Linked DNA regions of Zea mays: region 2 is linked to region 1. Evidence: chromatin contacts called from public Hi-C data. All regions are on one chromosome and are shown on one strand. The core of a region is the stretch at or near the end of the contact, and the rest is flanking DNA. Distances in the headings are between cores, read along the strand shown.

Evidence for each region. A called contact is a pair of places that touch in the nucleus more often than the background predicts.
Region 2: a Hi-C map of ear shows a contact between it and region 1, with 2.1 times the contacts expected there. The contact joins the promoter of LOC100285952 here to the promoter of LOC103626423 in region 1. A contact is called at or near these places in 4 of 25 Hi-C or Micro-C datasets (ear, endosperm, leaf and 1 more).

Annotation. Positions count from the first base shown.
Region 1 is chr5:60,643,900-60,650,490 of Zm-B73-REFERENCE-NAM-5.0, forward strand. LOC103626423 reads right to left here and starts at 4,018. Exons shown (of 10, transcript XM_023300127.2): 1 at 2,373-4,018; 2 at 706-882; 3 at 259-615; 4 at 73-149. The coding sequence starts at 2,463.
Region 2 is chr5:60,872,438-60,879,028 of Zm-B73-REFERENCE-NAM-5.0, forward strand. LOC100285952 reads left to right here and starts at 2,400. Exons shown (of 11, transcript NM_001158841.2): 1 at 2,400-2,889; 2 at 3,824-4,232; 3 at 4,392-4,519; 4 at 4,599-4,658; 5 at 4,936-5,085; 6 at 5,548-5,703; 7 at 5,823-5,960; 8 at 6,060-6,133; 9 at 6,583-6,591. The coding sequence starts at 2,668.

The DNA.
Region 1 (6,591 bases), core at 2,768-5,267:
AATAGAAAATCAAGCTTATAAGGAAGTTTTAGTGGATGGGATCTTCGGACAAATAATCAGTTAATCACCCACCTGGAGATGGCTGCCTATATGCTTCACAGTCAAACCCTTTACATTCATCAGGTGCAGGATCTTCTCAGGTCTAGCAGCTGTTAGCCACCAAAAGAAAATAAATAGCACATGGTCATGCTTTAGCTAATAAAATAAAAAATAACTAATTTAGACTTCAAGCCATGTGTAGGTATGAGCTATACTTACACTTGTTCCCCCCAAGAGCTTCGACAGCCTCCAAGAACTTTTCATGGAGTTCAATGGTCCATGTGACCCGATTCTGCTTCTTTGGCTCTTCATATCCATTGCTTTGAGGAACAGATAAATTGTTTCTCTCTAGAATAAGGACTTCCTTGGGTTTTTCAGTAGATGGTGAAACCATTCTATTTTTGGTACTATCATTAAGACTTGGTCTTTGAGGTGCTGCCTTTTTAGACTTGTGTTCCAGTGCTTGGTGCCACAGAATGCTGAAGCTTCTTCTGTTCAGTGGCTTCAGCAGATGGAAGCATGCACCCAGGTTCATACATTTGGAAAGTGCCTCTTCATCGTCACGAGAACACATTGCTGCCAACAAAGAGGAATAACCCTGGAACAGTGAGTTTGGGATAGGTGAGAAATTCTTAAAATAATAGAGCTCTGAATTTAAACTCTTACCGGTAAGAGGGACTTGAAGTTCATTCAGTATGTGATGGAACAGATCAGGGTTTGCTGAAGTGCCTGGTGCCATATTGTTAAGATTAACCTCCACCAACACCAAATCAAGGTCCGCTGCTTTAGCAGCCCCACATTTAATGAAATCCAGGGCCGCTTCTGCTGTTTGGAAGGAAACAACTACGCAACAATAAAGGTAATAAGATTAAAATACTTGGAAATTTCATACCACAGTGTATTTATCACTGTTCTACACTTAATGGACCGTGCACTTGACAAATAGGCCCAACACATAATTTTTAATTAGACTCCTAAGGAAAACTTTCATGGTGAGAAATTCCAGCGAAGCAGAAGGAACCAATAAACAACTTTCAACAAACAGGATCTCCTCTCAGTGTTCCAAATGATGGATCTATTCCAGCGTGGTTTTTTAATGTTCTTTGATATGAGCCTGTCGAAATTAGTAAAGCTAGTAAAAATCCAATTAACAAATGTATCCACACCTCCACTTTTGAGTCCACATAATCCTCTACCGTACACCCAATCTTAAGCTACACGACAAAATGGAATATTCAGATATTGGAATCTAAAGCGTCATACCATACACCAAAACATATGATACGTTACAAAATGATACGTTCAGAAACTGAATTTAAAGTGTCATACTGTATAATCAAGCATATGATACACGACAAAATGGAATATTCAGAGATTGGAATCTAAAGCACCATACCATAAAGGCATAAACCCAAACGTATGATATACGACAAAATGGAATACTCAGAAATTGGAATCCAAAGCGTCATACCAATGTTTTCAAGTCGTCCGATTTATCGCGATTAGTCGCGATTAATCGTCCAAGTCGGTTTGAACCAATCACGATTAATCGTCCTTGTCGGTCAGCCAGAACGACCAGCAAGTCGTTCGACTTAAAAACATTGTGTCATACTGTATGCCCAAACTTATGATATACGACAAAATGGAATCCTCAGAAATTGGAATCCAATGCATCCTACTGTACTCCCAAACTTATTATATACGACAAAATGGAATATCCAGAAATCAGAATCTAAAACGTCACGTCGTCACATAGTGCACCCAAACTTACTATACGCGACAAAATGGAATATTCAGATATTGGAATCTAAAGTGTCATATCATATACCCAAACTTATGATATACAACAAGTGTAATATTATGATAACCGCAGATCAGAATCCAAGTAAGCACTCACAAATAGGAAAAGACACCAAACATCCTTGAAACAAAATATGCTACAGAAGCCCCTTGAATATCATATAGTAGGTGTAGATTGATTTTTAGGGCAGAGGATCTGAATTCCTCTACTTCTTTGTCAAGAGAAGGAATACTTTAAGTATTGTCAAAATAGATCTAGGTCAACATGTTTTCACCCCATCAGCTTCAGAATTCATACAGACTGCAAATATGATACCACAACTAACATATATAGAAATTCTTTTCCAGGGAAAATAATAGGGATGAGTTAATTTGATATACAGGTTCTCAGTTTTAAAGATTTCAGATTGCTTGAAATGAATACTGTGCCTGTTGACTTCCTTTTTCCCTCTAGAACACACTTCATTTTTTTAGAAAAAAATGCAGAAAGGAAGAGGGGTTCCAAAATGGAATGGTTCAAGATCCGCATGCACCTCTGAAGTTGAACTTTGCAAGCGTCTCAGAGATGGTCGACAAGGACGCTGGGTCACCATCAAGAACCAGCGCTGAAAGCCTTTCCATCATTCTGTCATCAAGGTATTTTGACGACAAACTTTGAGTATTTGTTAAGGATGTATAATCTGGTTCTGGTGTGAGACCTTCGTAGTGGGTCAGAGGTAAGCACTCTTTATATAATATATAAATGAAGAAAAAGACAGGGCTTTAAAATGTGTGGAATCGCTTGTTTCAATGGTAAGTTGACCTGTATTTGGACTGATGCACAACTGCACAAAGAAGTTAGTAAAGCCAAGAGATATGGTAACTCAAGCAATACATCAGCATCCAAAGTCAAAACTATTTTTCTATGCAAAAGCTTGCAACCATGTTGCTTTCAGGGTGCCATACTCTCTGAGCTATGGAGTATTCGTTTTCAAGAAAAAAAACTAGTGGGAAACTGGTAAAATATTAACATGCAAACCTCTACCGTTCTATTTATTCCTCTTTGTTTGCGATTTGTAGCATCAAATTTGACATGCTAATGCAATTACAGGAACCACTAAGTACCAAACTATGATGGCAGTAATTGCCACAGCACATGGTTTTAGCAATGTCCGTGGGAATCTGTTGACAAAATGACATGCAGAAAATGGGGGACAAAAGACAACAACATCGCATTAAATGAAGCCGCGGCCATTTCGGTGCCATTAGTATAATAATAATACAGTAGACCCCTGGGAAACGAATATATGTCATACCATATCTATGGGCAGTCCAAAATGGCATTGAAATCTACTTTTTTTTTGCTCCCTCCAAAACCGCCCTGTTTCATTTCTCTATGAAACCAGGAGAGGGAAAAAGTAAATGCCAGTCCTTGAGGGCGATGTCTTTACTAGTTCTAGGGAGATTTACGCCCAGAAGACCACAACCAATCTGTGATTCCCAGTTCCATTTTGGTAAAAGTCTCGCGATGACATTATATACTTAAACTAGCTCTGAGAAGATTCAATTCTATTTCGTACATTTCAGCAATTCCTGGTTCCTGCTACAGTAATATTTTGGAGCTGGCCCCCCTTATGGTGCAATGCAATCTCCAGGCCCGTTCTCTGATTGTATATGTATATACCATATCATACTAGCAACAACCTGCATTCATCAGTCGGTCATAGCAGCCGGCAAGCCTCGGGTGCCAAAAGAAGAAGAAACGATGAAAAAATATCAATGCTAAATGAACTCAGTAATCCACGAAAAATTAACGAGCGGCGTACGAAGTGGAAACGCACATGGTAGAAAGTACCGCAAAAACCGCTAAGCTAAACTGCGGCGCCGCGTAATCATAGACTAAGGGTTTATCCACCTGCAGACGCTCACTGCTTGGACTGGAACTCAAAAAAAGAAAAATAGAGCAGTCCTTAGGCGCACAAACCGACAACCGGACACCGGCGGCACCGGTGACGCAACCCCGAGACCGCGAGGCCTGCCTGCGCCCGGGGCGGAGGCACCGCCCACGCGGGAGGCGTGCCCGCCTCCGCGTCCAAAGCGCGGGCTGCGCCGTCTATCGCCACGCCGCCCCCGCCATTTGTCGACAGGCGGACGGAAAGAGCTCGGGATGGGCCTAAACCCAACCAAACCCGTTACTCCGTCAGATCGCGCCGTGGGCCGTGGGGATTGGGGGGAGAAAGGAAGGCCATGCGAGTGGGCCTAGACGGTGGGCCCAGAGTGCCGCCGAATATTGTAACTTTTTCGTGTTTATATATTTATAACTCGAATATTTCAAAAATACAGCCTGATTTGAAAAAATATCTAGACCCCGTTTAGTTGGAGGGACTAAAGATAGTCCCTCTATTTTAGTCTCATTTAGTCACTAAATTGTCAAACGGTGGGACTAAAATTGGGACTAAATTATTTTAGTCTCTAGTCCCTCAAGGGGTGACTAAAAGGGACTAAACCATATAAATTTCACTTTTGGCCCTATTTTATTTCAGTTGCACTAATGGTGAGAGAATGCTAAGGGATATTTTAGTCCCCTTATGATTTATTTAATATGTTTTGAATAGTTTTAGTCACTAGAACCAAACACGGTAGGGACTAAACTTTAGTCTCCTAACTAAACTTTAGTCTCCTAACTAAACTTTAGTCACTAGACTAAAGGAACCAAACGGGACCCTAATCTAGGTGGCTGCCATCCAAGGCTAGGGCTGAACAAAATATTTGTGACCCGATAGCTTGTTTGGCTTGTGTTTAGCTCGATTTAATCTTGACTCGGCTCGTTTTACTTTTGTCAAAAAAAACTCGGTCGGGGAGGGAAAGACCGCTCTTCCGGTATTATATTAAGAAGAGACCGAAACAATGGTCCCGGCCGAGAAAATCCCCGAACCCTGGCCCCCATCACTAACGGGTTGACGTCAACTGTTCACTCTGCAACGGCCCAACCGGAGGGTGGTGCACAAGACATCGTAACCCGAGAGCGGATGGGGCACAGCGAGGGGATTTTTTTAACCAAGCCTGAAAATTCGCTCACAAGGGGAATCGAACCCAGGACTTGGAGGTGCTACTCGAAAGTCCTTAACCACTAGGCTAGAGGCCCTTTCGCTCGTTTTACTTTTGTCACGATATGAGTTAACATTTTTGCTCGAAGTTAGCTCGATCCAGCTTATTAGCTCAAATGAACTAGCTTTTGTGAGTAAAACACGCCCTCCACCTATGTTGGATGAACTAATAAATGATAAACTATGTTAATTTGGTGTTGAATTGATGTGGTGTGTGAAAATCCGAGTATTGTTATTCTTTTCTAGTGTTAAAATGGTCTAGAATTTATTATCAATGGATTACATCTCTCTATGTGTGTGCGCGCACATCTTTTTGCTCGCGAGCTCGTAAACGAGAAGAGTCGAACTGAGTCTCTGGCTCCGTTCCTTAATGAGTCGAGAAGAGTTGGCTTGATATTTGTTCTATCCAAGGGTAGATACCGAATTATATTATATCACATATCCCTACTACTATTAAGAACGTAAGGTGGGCACCTGTGCTACCACGTCCTCACCCCGCGCTGACACACTGGACCCGCTCCATGCCCCTGCCTCGGTGTCATGCCCTGTTGGCCCCACACTCACCACGCTCTCGACCACTGTCCTATGGACCCCAGCGGCCACGTAGCCACCACCAGACCACATGTACTATTAAGAACGTAAGGTGGACACTTGTGCTACCACAGTGAAAGGGAAATGGCCTCAAACATTTCCTATAATCGATTCTGGTGTTTGACGACCATCACAAACCTTATGGACTAACTAGTTTGCCTAGTTAATATTTCCTCAGATGCATAAAGTTCACATACACATACAAGGAAAATAACCCTTGGGCCAATTATATAAATATGGAGTAAATCAGACTTGCACCAACACGTGGTGCACAGGACTGTCCGGTGCCCAGGCTGGCGCGCCCAGCGAACTGGCCGCTCTCGGGAAAACGCAGCGCTCCTCGGCTAAAAATCATCGGATTGTCCAGTGTGTCACTGGACTGTCCGGTGAGCCCACGAGCGACGGTCGACTCCCACAACAGTCTGAAGCGTCAGAAGGTCAGAGACAGCCTGCGACAGTCAGGTCGCACCGGACTGTCCGGTGTGCCACAAGGTGAGAGCACCTACAGGAGGGGGAATAGGTGATCCTGTAAAAACTTAAAACTTAAAGCCACAAACTTGATTAAGTGTTAGCACAATTTAAATCAAGTGGCTAAGAACTAAGCTCTTGTGAAACACAATAGACACAGAGAGAACAAACACAAGAGACACGATGATTTATCCCGTGGTTCGGCCAAGTATAACACTTGCCTACTCCACGTTGTGGCGTCCTAATGGACGAGAGTTGCACTCAACTCCTCTCAAGTGATCCAATGATCAACTTGAATACCACGATGTTCTTCTTTCTTTACTCTTTCCCGTTTGCGGGGAATCTCCACAATTTGGAGTCTCTCGCCCTTACAATTAGGATCAAAGTGAAAGCACTAGAGTAAGGGAGGGAAGCAACACACACAAATCCACAGCAATACGCACACACACAACCAAGACTTGAGCTCAAATGAATAACACAAGGTTCACCACTAGAACGGAGCTCAAATCACTAAGAATGCCAATCAAGTGCGCAAAGACGGAGTGTGAATGATCAAGAATGCTTAGAGTATGCTTGGTTGTCTCCTCCATGCGCCTAGGGGTCCCTT
Region 2 (6,591 bases), core at 1,150-3,649, 230 kb after region 1:
TGAAGTACACTTCATATCTTAGCTTTCATGAGTAATATGCATCTATTGGGATTTCATAAGTTCTTTTCATAAGAACAGTAAGAGAAAGAGAGCATCTCATTTCCTCCAAATTGAAGAGGTGAATTCCCATATCATGCAAAAATGAAATGAACATATCCAATGAACATTAAGGATAATTAAGCCCATCAGGCGAGTTCATCAAACTCTATTAAATTATTATCCTTCAAATGGCTTAACCATTTTATCTTGTCGCAAAATATATCATATATTCATATGTTGGAGAAATTCTGGTATCACTTAAAGTGTACCAACAGATTTTTGAAAAATTGGTGGACACAACGTAGATAATCTCCATGTCATGAAATAATGGAGTAGATCTCCCAGTAGTGGGCAAAACTTTTGTTGCCTGAAAGTATGGTCTCAGGGCTGATATATTCAAAGAACATACCGCAACCAATGCTTAGGACTCCACTACCCTGTGCTTGACCAAAATTTCAAAAATAAAATGGTAATCACCATAAAGGTGAATAACCAACATCACATCTCCAACATATCTACTTGGGAAAACACATATAGGTAATCATCACCATCTTTATGATGTAGACCTCTTATTGATGGGCAAATAACCTTTTGCTGTCTAAAAGCTTGTCTCAGGGCAAATAAATTCCAAGAACTTATTGCGGCCAAAGCCTAGATCTCCATCATGTGTTGAATAATCCCAAGTTAAATATATATGTATCATATTTTGCAAGAATTCATCATTTAATTAAGTAGTACTTAATTAAAAGAATTCTTTTAGTTGTCATTATGACTGCAGCGTCTAGCCTGGCTCCATAGCCCGCGACGCCTGCGTGGTCCGTGATCTTTTTGGGTAGCACATATAGGTAATCATCTCGAAAGATGTAGATCTCATAGTGATAGGCATTTCAAATGCGGCCTAAAACACGGTCTCTGGGCTACTAAACTTTATAAAGAATTTAGCGCAGCCAGTGCTTAGGACTCCATCACCCTATGCCTTTTCAAAAAATGCAACCTTATTTTGCATGACGACCGTTAAGTTTCGACTTAAAAATGTGCTATGTTTTAATGCTTACAGAATTGTTGTAGATCCATAGTGCTAGACAAGACACACCATCAATCAAAGCAAGAAATGATGCCTAGAGTAGCAACAGATAAAGCGTTCACGGACATCATCGCCATGTCGTCCTGTCTGAACAGATCAAAATTGCCTGAAACCGATCTCTCATTCTTCTGTGATCTCGCGAGCACAATGCTGATAATGTGTTAGAGCGCAGTGGTAACGAGACTGAGAGATAGTACAAATGACAGTTATCTTCCTTTATTGCAGAGAGGATTCTCTTATACAAGTCTAAACAGTATCTCCTAAGGGGTGTGTCCCTTGGAAATAACCGTTAGGGAGAAAGGATTTATCACGAGTACACAATATATTGTAACAATTCCGTCACCTTCGTTTCTTCTCCCATATGATTATCCTGAAGAGTATATCCATCGAACTTGTGTTACTTTTTTTATGCCATGAAGCAATCGAAAATAAATCACCAACATATATGCCCTAATAATAACTCGCCGCTCATCCGATCCGGGCGACTGCTGACCGAGCCCGGTGATTAGGCTATCCGCAGTGGTGACGGTAAAACTCAACCTCAAATATTTACAGTATCATATAGCGCTCAGAGTTGCTACAACGGGTGACTGAAAAGAGCACTGTAAGTTTTCCGAACCCCACAGTCAGCGCACGTTTCCCCCCAACTGCATAATCTCTCTCCTATTTCCATTGGTTGGCTGACAGTTGAGTGTGGGTTGAGTGGGGACAGGAGAGATGAAAAAATAGAATATATGGTAGTTGGTATAGGGTAGAGATTTAGAGTAAATATGATTGCGGAAGATTGTAGAATAGAGTAGAGAATCTCGCTGACCAGGTCCTTTTACAGCCAGCAGGTTCGGTTCTCGCTGTCACGCACGCTCCCAACCAAAGCCTGTGACGCGGCACATTCGGTCTCTCTTTCTGCACATGCTGTGGCCTGTGGGATGTCTGAGACATCCATTCATCCGGGCAACGGTGCAAGTTGAGCGATCCATTCATCCACGACGACGCGGTTGCAGCCACAGCTGGCCATGGCCTGGTGGAGTAGGCGATGCTCTCGCCTCCTGCAACAAGCAACGCGTGGCCAGCAGCCCATTAGCTTATATGACTGATTTGGCAAAGCTTATTATTAGCTTATATAAGGTGCTAAAATAACTGTTTTTATATATTATCAAGCAGGGGAGCCACTCACGATGACGTCACTGTTTTATCTAGATTTTTCTTTTCTCTACAAATTAGAAGAAAGCCGTCCATCCAATCCCAACTGGTATAACAAGATCCCGCTCATTCCCATCACGCCCATCATTTTCCGTTCTTCAATCCGTCAATCCAGTCCCCATCCCCACGGCGCCGACGACTCGGGGGCTTCCCCCCTTGGACTTGGCCCGGGTGGGAGTAGCACGTCGGGGAAGGGAAGCAAGCGTCCGCGAGTAAGGACAGAAAACCGAAGGGAGGAGTGGAGAGGAGGAGCTTGCTTGGAGCGGGTGGACGTGTGGTGTGTATATAGTTAAGCGGGCGGGCGGGCGGGCAGCCAATGCCGTCGGGCGCGCAGGGCTAGGAGCATGGGCGGAGGGGGCGCGATCGTGCACGGCTTCCGCCGCTGGTTCCACCGCCGGAGCGAAGGCTCCACCTCCAACTCCAACCAGTCGTCCCTCGCCGGCGAGGGGGAAGCGGACGACGGCTCATCCGATCTCGAGGTCATCGAGGACCCGGATCTCCTCGGCCTCCGCGCCATCCGCGTGCCCAAGCGCAAGATGCCGCTGCCCGTCGAGAGCCACAGGAAGGTGAGCGACCGACTGGACCCGCCTCCGTTGCCTTGCCTTGCTCGCTCGCTCGCTTCTGTGGACTGTGGACTGGGTGGGGGCGGGCGGACGACTCTGCCTTCCTCCTGCTGCTCCTTGACCCGCGGGTCACGGGAAATCTCTTGCCAAGGTCGGATTTTCTTGGGATCTGGCTGCTCGCGTGCCGTGCAATTTCTTGCCATGTAGTAGGACTGTAGCTGTAGGAGGGCAGGAGAGTGACTGCCTCGTTTCCTTCCGCGTATGCATTGGGGAGCTGTGCGGGTGATGCTTTTCTATTTTCGATCTGATCGGTGCTGCCTTTACTCCGATTTCCCAGCTTATGAAATAATCGTATATATATGCTCCTACTTACTGTAATAGTAGTATGGTGCTCTCGTCTTGCGCCGTCAAACTTCAGTTATTAGCTCTATATCTCGGCAATTGCTGGCATCGTCCGCGTTATACTGATCCTGTGGGGAAATCTTCTCTAAGTTGCCCACTTGTGTTTTTGATAATCTGATCAGCTGACCAGGGCACCGGCTCGGCTTCAATGAGGTAGACTTGATCTGCACCTGTACCTCCAGTTTTCCTTTGCCTGTTGCTGTTAGGGATTCGACTAGCTCAATGAGAAAAAGTCTTGTCCTCGCGTGTGTTCCTACTGAATTAGCTGACCGCGTCTTTAGTGAAAAGTCAATTTTTAGTTGGTCGGTCATGGCCCAGGGGAAAGATCCTAGCTTTATAAACTTGTAGATGCATGTCATGCGGCCATTCCATTTGATTTGCTGACGAACATCTCTCAGCGATAGGATACACTACTGTTCAGTTAGCCATAGGTTGTTTCACTACAGGTATTTTGTAACAAGTCATTCCTTGGATACTCATCATTCTGTATATCTCTGGTTAACTTCAATATGTACTTGAAATTGCGGTCTTACAGAACTCAGTAGAAATGGAGTTCTTCACAGAGTACGGAGAGGCAAGCCAGTACCAGATCCAAGAAGTCATTGGTAAAGGGAGCTACGGAGTAGTTGCTGCAGCTGTGGACACCCGCACCGGTGAGCGGGTTGCTATCAAGAAGATCAATGATGTGTTTGAGCACGTCTCGGATGCCACACGCATACTGCGGGAGATCAAGCTCCTCCGGTTGCTTCGTCACCCAGACATAGTCGAGATTAAGCACATCATGCTCCCTCCTTCTCGGAGGGAGTTCCAAGACATCTATGTTGTTTTTGAGCTCATGGAGTCGGATCTCCATCAAGTGATCAGGGCGAATGATGACCTCACCCCTGAACATCACCAGTTTTTCCTGTACCAACTTCTTCGAGCTCTCAAGTACATACATGCCGGTAAGTATATTAGCTAGTACCAACCACATGGTACCTATCCCATGTACCAAGGCAGTTTATATATTTGTCAGACTGTTGTGGTTCATCTGCTCATGGTTATCTAGTTTGTTGTTATGATATATTATGATAATGTGCTCCTTGCGGTCTATATTGGTGCAGCTAATGTATTCCATCGTGATCTAAAGCCCAAGAATATACTGGCTAACTCGGACTGCAAACTGAAAATATGTGACTTTGGACTTGCCCGTGCATCATTCAATGATGCCCCTTCAGCTATATTTTGGACAGTAAGACGCTTGCCATTTTATGGAAGCATTCATGTTCCACTTTCCCGTTTTTAATGTGCTTCTGCTTTTCTGTTTGAAGGACTATGTGGCAACAAGGTGGTACCGGGCACCTGAACTATGTGGTTCCTTTTTCTCCAAAGTAATGTCTCCTTCTCTTGAATGACATCAAAGTTAATATTGTTAGAGCACTATGTATGCACGTGCATATTGAAGTTCCTAATGCATGAAGTGGTCAATTGTGTAGTGCATCATATTTCCCTTGTAGTGAATATTCTTGTAGTATACTCCTGCAATTATGTATTCTTTATTTTCTTGTAGTAATCTGTGCTGAAAACTGAGGTGTATAGACAAGATTATGTTCCAAAAGCCTTATGTTACAGCTATCCGAATTCTGACACGTTTTTATTCACATGCAGTACACTCCTGCAATTGATATTTGGAGCATTGGGTGCATATTTGCTGAACTTCTCACTGGAAGGCCACTATTTCCTGGGAAGAATGTTGTACACCAATTAGATATTATAACAGATCTTCTTGGGACTCCATCATCTGAGACCTTATCCCGGGTACTACATCTCAATTTTTTCTGTGTCACTGTTGCCCAAACCTCGTAATATATCATTAAAGTAGCTAATGTTTTCTAACAAGACTCTGGGCCTGTTTGGATACAAGAGCTAATCACTAGGTAGCTAAAAATAGCTCTAGTGCATCCCAACAAAAGAGCTAATAGATGGACTATTTTTTTAGCCAAATCTTGAACTAGTTGTTAGCCAACTAGCTATCCAACCATAGGTAATTTGAGCTATTTTTATTTTTCAGCCCCAATTAGTGCGTGTATCCAAACAGTCCCTAAGCAAAGGATCTATGCGAATATAATATTAATGCACCATTTTATCAACAAAGTCCATTGCAAGCCACTGAAATATTTCCTTCAGGCCCCATTTATTTGTTTATTTTGTGATGTCTGCTCCTTCTAGAGATTCCACATGCGGAGAAAACATCCATAATGTTGTCTACGGTCTTTGCAGATTCGAAATGAGAAGGCCAGGAGATATTTGAGCTGCATGCGGAAAAAATATCCCGTGCCCTTTACTCATAAATTTCGACATGCTGATCCTTTGGCTCTTCGTCTTCTAGAGCGTTTGCTTGCATTTGATCCTAAAGACCGGCCTAGTGCAGAAGAGGTGAACTCAATTAAAATATGTTTTCTTTTTCTTTCATTAGATCTGCTTTCCATAAAAAGATGTCACACGTATATATATATGCATTTTTGACATTATATTATTATCTTATCGTACTTCAGGCTCTAGCTGATCCATACTTTGCATCCCTTGCTAATGTGGAACGTGAGCCATCAAGACACCCGATTTCTAAACTTGAGTTTGAATTTGAAAGAAAGAAGCTGGCCAAAGATGATGTTAGAGAACTGATCTATCGAGAGGTAATGAGCAATAGCTTCTAATCTATTTTCCTGTTTGTGTAAACAAGTGTAGTCACCGTGCTTGAGAATTATTATTATTTGTCTATAATACGCGAGCAGATTTTGGAGTATCATCCACAGATGCTGGAGGAGTACATGAAAGGCGGAGAACAGATTAGCTTCCTCTATCCAAGGTGCAGTGTTACATTATTTTTTTTTCCTCCTACGGTTTTACTGCCATACAATGGGAATAGTTAGCTTCAACATCAAACAAGGTTCACTACACACTTTGTGTTTTACTTGCATCCTACTCATTCTTTGTCGAGTCGCTTGTCATTCAGTATGACCGAATAGATCAAATCTTCCTACCTACTGTACATTTCCTCACTTTTTTTTTTGCCAGGAACATAGTTTCCCACACACCAAAAAAAAGCACATAGGAAACAATAATCACCCATTTAAAAAAAAACAAGGGTGAAATGCTGTTTTTATTCCTGTTGCAAGGAGTTGCTGGATTTGATGAAGCATGTATCTAGTGTTCTTCTTTTGTCTACTAGGATGGATTTGATGAAGCATGTATCTAGTATTCTTCTTTTGTCTACTAGGATTGGTATGGTTGCTAACACTACTACCTTTGCTGCAGCGGAGTCGA